2 separate regions of the Macaca mulatta genome follow, and region 2 is linked to region 1. The links are chromatin contacts, called in public Hi-C maps. All regions are on one chromosome and are shown on one strand. Each heading gives the region's core, a stretch centred on a gene start, on an enhancer-like site or on the middle of the called end of the contact. The rest is flanking DNA. Distances are from core to core; before and after follow the strand shown. Region 1 has its middle 89 kb from the start of SLC44A1. Region 2 overlaps ABCA1 (ATP binding cassette subfamily A member 1).

What was found. Hi-C and Micro-C count contacts between places; a contact is called where the count stands out from the background.
Region 2: a contact with region 1 is called in a Hi-C map of CD4 T cells, with 4 times the contacts expected there. The contact joins two enhancer-like sites. A contact is called at or near these places in 5 of 14 Hi-C or Micro-C datasets (CD4 T cells, cortical neurons, fetal cortex germinal zone and 2 more).

Annotation. Positions count from the first base shown.
Region 1 is chr15:53,219,223-53,221,922 of T2T-MMU8v2.0, forward strand. No RefSeq gene overlaps it. Among named protein-coding and RNA genes, the nearest start is that of SLC44A1, 89 kb to the left of the region's middle. Within about 2 kb of position 1,314, at least 10 of the 40 cell types and tissues checked have an H3K27ac peak or open chromatin away from gene starts, as enhancers often do. A contact at or near this core is called in CD4 T cells, where this site is marked.
Region 2 is chr15:53,522,665-53,525,364 of T2T-MMU8v2.0, forward strand. All of the region lies in intron 5 of ABCA1 (ATP binding cassette subfamily A member 1), which reads left to right. Among named protein-coding and RNA genes, the nearest start is that of ABCA1, 59 kb to the left of the region's middle. Within about 2 kb of position 1,262, at least 26 of the 40 cell types and tissues checked have an H3K27ac peak or open chromatin away from gene starts, as enhancers often do. A contact at or near this core is called in CD4 T cells, where this site is marked.

The sequences.
Region 1 (2,700 bases), core at 64-2,563:
TCTCTAATCTTGTCCACGAAGTTTCTGCACAGGATCAAGTTCCTTATTAAATGTCACTGCTGTTATCACCAATGTTCTTTCGAAAATTGGGCTGAAACTGCTGACAGAAGCACAGAGGAGACCTCAAAGAGCGTCTAAAGAATCATAGTGGGCTAGGCACAGTGGCTCATGCCTGTAATCACAGCACTTTGGGAGACAGAGGCGGGCAGATCACCTGAGGTCAGGAGTTCAAGACCAGCCTGGTCAACATGGCGAAACTCCGTCTCTACTAAAGGTACAAAAATTAGCCAGGCATGGTGGCAGGTGCCTGTAATCCCAGCTACTTGGAAGGCTGAGGCAGGAGAATCACTTGAACCCGGGAGGTGGAGGCTGCAGTGAGCTGAGATCATGCCATTGCACTCTAGCCTGGGCAACCAAGAGTCAAACTCTGTCTCAAAAAAAAAAAAACAAACTAAAAACAAAAAACAAAGAAAGAAAATAAAAAAATAAAAAAAAGAATCACGGTGATTCTATGGTTCTTGCATAGAACCTCTGGAGTCACAAGCGGCCATGGAGGCCACAGTTCTACTTCCGGCCCTGGCCCCGCCCCTACCTGCCTACCCACCATTGCAATGCATGATGGGCCAACACTTCCACGGGCCACATCCGCTGGACCAGAAGCTTCTTCCAGGTGGTGTGTGGCTGCCCCTGAATGTGCTTTGAGACCATCCATTCCTTCCCCAATTTATATTCGGGGAATCAATAGGAGTTTTTGTGCCTATCACCTCGTGTAATTGCAAAGATTCCTGTATAAAAGTTATCCCAGGCCGCGGACAGTGGCTCACGCCTGTAATCCCAGCACTTTGGGAGGCGGGTTAGATCACCTGGGGTCAGGAGTTCCAGAGCAGCCTGACCAATATGGGGAAACCCTGTCTCTACTAAAAATATAAAAATTATCCAGATGTGGTGATGTGCACCTGTAGTCTCAGCTACTCGGGAGGCTGAGACAGGAGAATTGCTTGAACTCAGGAGGCGGAGGTTGCAGTGAGCCAAAATGGCACCATTGCACTCCAGCCTGGGTGACAGAGCGAGACTGTCTCAAAAACAAAAACAAAAACAAAACAAAGTTATCCTATTTCAGGGTAAGGGGATCACTGTATTTACTCCTCTTTTTAAGTCCAGTGGAAGTTATGGATGAAAATGCCCACCGTGAGCCATGTCTTTTTAGTCTCCTAATTTGTTTCTCCCTGGAAGTCCTTTGCAACAGGCAGGAGAGAGCAGAGTTCCCAGTGCACTGTGCTGAGTGGCAGAGGGTTGACCTGGCTCCATGGGAAGTCTGTCAGCCACAGACTGAACAGCTCCATGGCTTTTGACCATATTTACAGTGTCTCCCAGAGTTGTGAGCAGAAGCAGAGAGAGGATACTGTGCACCAAGCGCTTGTAGGATCAGGCTTGTCCTGGCAGTCAGGCCATGGCTCTGGTGTCTAGGTGGTGGAGGGCAGGCCTCTCTGCTGTTGTAGCTGGGCTAAGGAAGTATGTTAATCTTCCTTTGTCACTAGGTGGCAGAATATAATTAAGATGTCAGAATTTCTTCCATAACATTGGAAGGCGTTTCTAGTTCCTTCTTAATGACCTCCTTCATTACTTTGCAGTATTTGCTAATGCCATTTAGGACTGAGGCAATGAAATAAAATTTCCTTCTGCAAACATTTTCTATATTTATCCAGGATTCTACTTTCTTCATTTAACCGGCTTGCCTCTTAGGAAGAAGCATCCTGTACATAAAGTACATTCTCTTCCTAATGGCTACTGTTTGGACAATCCAAGTTTCTGATTTTTATGTATTATTTTGTTACTGTTTGTGGGGTAGAAATAAATATTCTCCTGTCACGTGTAAAATTTCAAATAAGTTTATTAAAATGCATAATGTGATAATCCATTTTATAAAATAAAAATCCATGAGTCCACATTGGTAATAAATAGCTTTATTGATTTTCCTAACTATAAAGGCAATAGATGCTCATTTAAAAAATTCTGAAAATACAGAAAAGAATAAAAAAGAAAAAATAATAACCAGCAATCCCACTATTCAGAGAGACCAAGCAGAAGGATGATAGAGTACCCCTGAATAATTGAGCTTAGCAAGTTGATGAAGCAAAATTCTAAAAAAAAAATCACATAGGTAAATATATAATTCTTGGCTACCTGAAGACCTGGGTCAGCACTTAAAGCTTTTTTTTTTTTTTTTTTTTTTTTTTTTTTTTTTTTTAAGATGGAGTCTCGCTCTGTTGCCTAGGCTGGAGTGCAGTGGCATGATCTTGGCCCACTGCAACCTCTGCCTCCCAGGTTCAAGCGATTCTCCTGCCTCAGCCTCCCGAGTAGCTGGGATCACAGGCATGAGTCACCACACCCAGCTAGTTTTTGTATTTTTAGTAGAGATGGGGTTTCAACATTGGCCAGGCTGGTCTCGAACTCCTGACCTCAGGTGATCCACCCACCTTGGCCTCCCAAAGTGCTGGGATTACAGGCGTGAGCCACCAGGCCCTATGAAAACTATTTTTTATTAACATTTTGTTATGAAAAATGTAAAGCATATACAAAAAAGTAGAAAGAACTTTATAACAAACCTGAGGTATCCACACCCAGCTTCAAAAATTACCAATACTTGGCGAATCTTGTTTCATCAATTCATGCTGACTTTTCTCCTCTGTAGTCTAGATG
Region 2 (2,700 bases), core at 12-2,511, 300 kb after region 1:
CTGTTCAGATCCAAAATTCATTTGGGTCAATGTTATGTCTTAGTGTTATCTTCCACTTCCTTCTGAGCTTCCAAGCCAGCCTGACTGTGTCCTTCCACGCCCTGGCCAGTGTGACCAGGACATCCTTTCCCTCTGGGGCTGCACTGGCTCTTTGGGGGACTTGTTACATTCAGGGTCTTCAACCCTCATTCTAGGGGCTTCCAGTAACCTCTCCCACCTTCCCTCTTCTCAGTAAGACGTGGGTATTGTCTTATTCTGTTTGTGCTGCTAGAAGAAAATTCTTGAGAGTGGGTAATTTATACACAGTAGAAATTTACTTCTCACAGTTCTGGAGGCTGGGAAATCCAAAATCAAGGTGTGGGCAGGTTTGGTGTCTGGTGAGGGCTGCTCTCTGCTTCCAGGATGGTGCCTTGTTGCTGCATTCTTAGGAGGGCACAAACAGCATTTCCTCAACTGGCAGAAGGAACTGGAGCCACTCCCTCAAGCCGTTTTATAGGGGCCCTCAGAGAGCCTAACTGACTTTCCCAAGGTCATATAACTGGAAATTTCTGGAACTGAGTTTTTTCAGGTCTGTCTTGGTATCCCTTGGAAAGCCTTCTCTGTAGAGAAGGAAGCATCTCCTGGGTTGGAAAGCCCAGGCTGGGATGAACAGCATGGGTGTCCTCAGGCTGCGTGCACCACACACCCCTGGCCTACTCTCCCCTGCCCTAAGGAGTCACCTGAAGGAGCAGCTGCATCACCCTGCCTCACCCCTTCTCCTGAGCACCCACCAACCTGGTCTTCCCAGAGAGTGCTCAGCTATTGGTGAAGCAGGCAGCATCTGTTCTTCAAGAAGACAGCAGAGCATCAGGAAAACAAAACACTAAAAAATACCATAAAGCCACTGGACTGTATTTGTTACTAGCCCTTGTGTAGCAGAGAAGTTTCAAGGTCTTATTTATAAGGCTGGACAAACTCAGTGTGATTAAAACCACGAGTTAGAATTTGCCTCCCCCTCCCAGGCCCTGCCCAGTTGACAGCTCCTAGCAGGCTGGGAGACCCCCACCCCACCCCCACCCCCACCCCAGGGGGTCCATTGAAGAAGACATCTGGACCTGGGATACTGATGCGATTTTCCCTACTTCTGTTTTTTCATTTGCCTCCTCCACCCACTTCTAAAGCAGCTGATTGCTTTGGTTCCTTTTCATGTTGAGCAAAAGAGAAGACAGAGATCTTGAAACCCGAGCTGGGGACTGGAGGGCACTGACCGAGAGTAACCCCGTCTGGCTCGGCTCAGCTCAGCTCAGCAAACGGCTTCCCTCCTCCGCCTTCCTGAGCTGCCCTCCCTCCTCTCCTCTCCTCCTTCTTCTCTTGCCTCCCCGCAGACAGCCTAACCCCTTTCCTCCCTCTCTTCCCTCCTCCCACCTTCCTGGTCCTCTATGCTCAGAGAACTGAAGGAACACTGAATGGCTGGGAAAGCAGGACCTCGCCCCCACCCCACATCACACCCCTCCGCCTGCACGTGCAAGTGCGTTCCTCAGCTTGGTCCCAGAGGCTTAGATGTGTGGCAAGAAACTGAGGGTTCTGCCTCGTTTCTTCCCCAGCCCACAAACACACATTTCACCTGTGCTTTGTGCTTTTTCCTTTCCTTTGCCCCACTTTATGGTGCACACAGCGAAGCTCTTGGCTAGTTGGTAGGCCACTGCTCCTCCAGGCAAAACCAAGGAGGCTGAGCTCAGCAGATCGAGTATTTTGCTCGGTATTGAAGAGATTGTGGTGGGAGAGCTCTCCTGACCTTCTGCTGGATAGTGACTTTCTTTTCTGCTGGCAGCAGTAGCCCAGCTCCGCATCCTGTGACAGAGGTCATACCTTCCAGTTACCCGAGCAAACACTTGGAGCAAGTCAGCTTTTTCTCCTGAAAGAGCACGTTCACGTTCTTGATCTTTGGTTTGCGCAACAACCTGTGAATGTTATCAGCCCCCTTTTTGTTTTTTTTTTTTTTTTGAGACAGAGTGTCACTCTTGTTGCCCAGGCAGGATTGCAATGGCGCGATCTCAGCTCACTGCAACCTCTGCCTCCCAGGTTCAAGCAATTCTCCTGCCTCAGCCTCCCGAGTAGCTGGGATTACAGGCATGCACCACCACACCCGGCTAATTTTGTATTTTTAGTAGAGATGGGGTTTCTTCATGTTGGTCAGGCTGGTCTCGAACTCCCAACCTCAGTTGATCCGCCCATCTCGGCTTCCCAAAGTGCTGTATTAGCCTCATTTTATATCCAAGGAAACTGAGGCTTAAGGAGATTTAAATAAGGGGGAAAGTAAGCTTCATGATTACACAGTCAGGAAATGGCAGAGCTGACTCTTGAATTCAGACCCTCCGATGCTGCATCCAGTGCTGATTTTGTTTTGCCCTGTGTTCCTTTCAATGTCAGGTTGAGAAGATCTCAGAGATCATCTTCTCCAACCCACACATTTTACTGATTATAAAATCCGGGTCTGCATTAACTCGTTGGCCAAAGTTAAATGGCTAAATGACTATCCTGTTCAGGAAGTATTCCCTGTCTTGTGTGGAATGATTGGTCTTTTGTCCAGGTCACCTTCCACCTATATCTGTCCTTCCAGTGACTGGCAGATATGATCATTCCTGGTGATTCCCTGTAAAATATTAGATTTATTTATTCTTTTATAAAGTTATGAATAGACAAGTCAGTCAGCTTCAACCT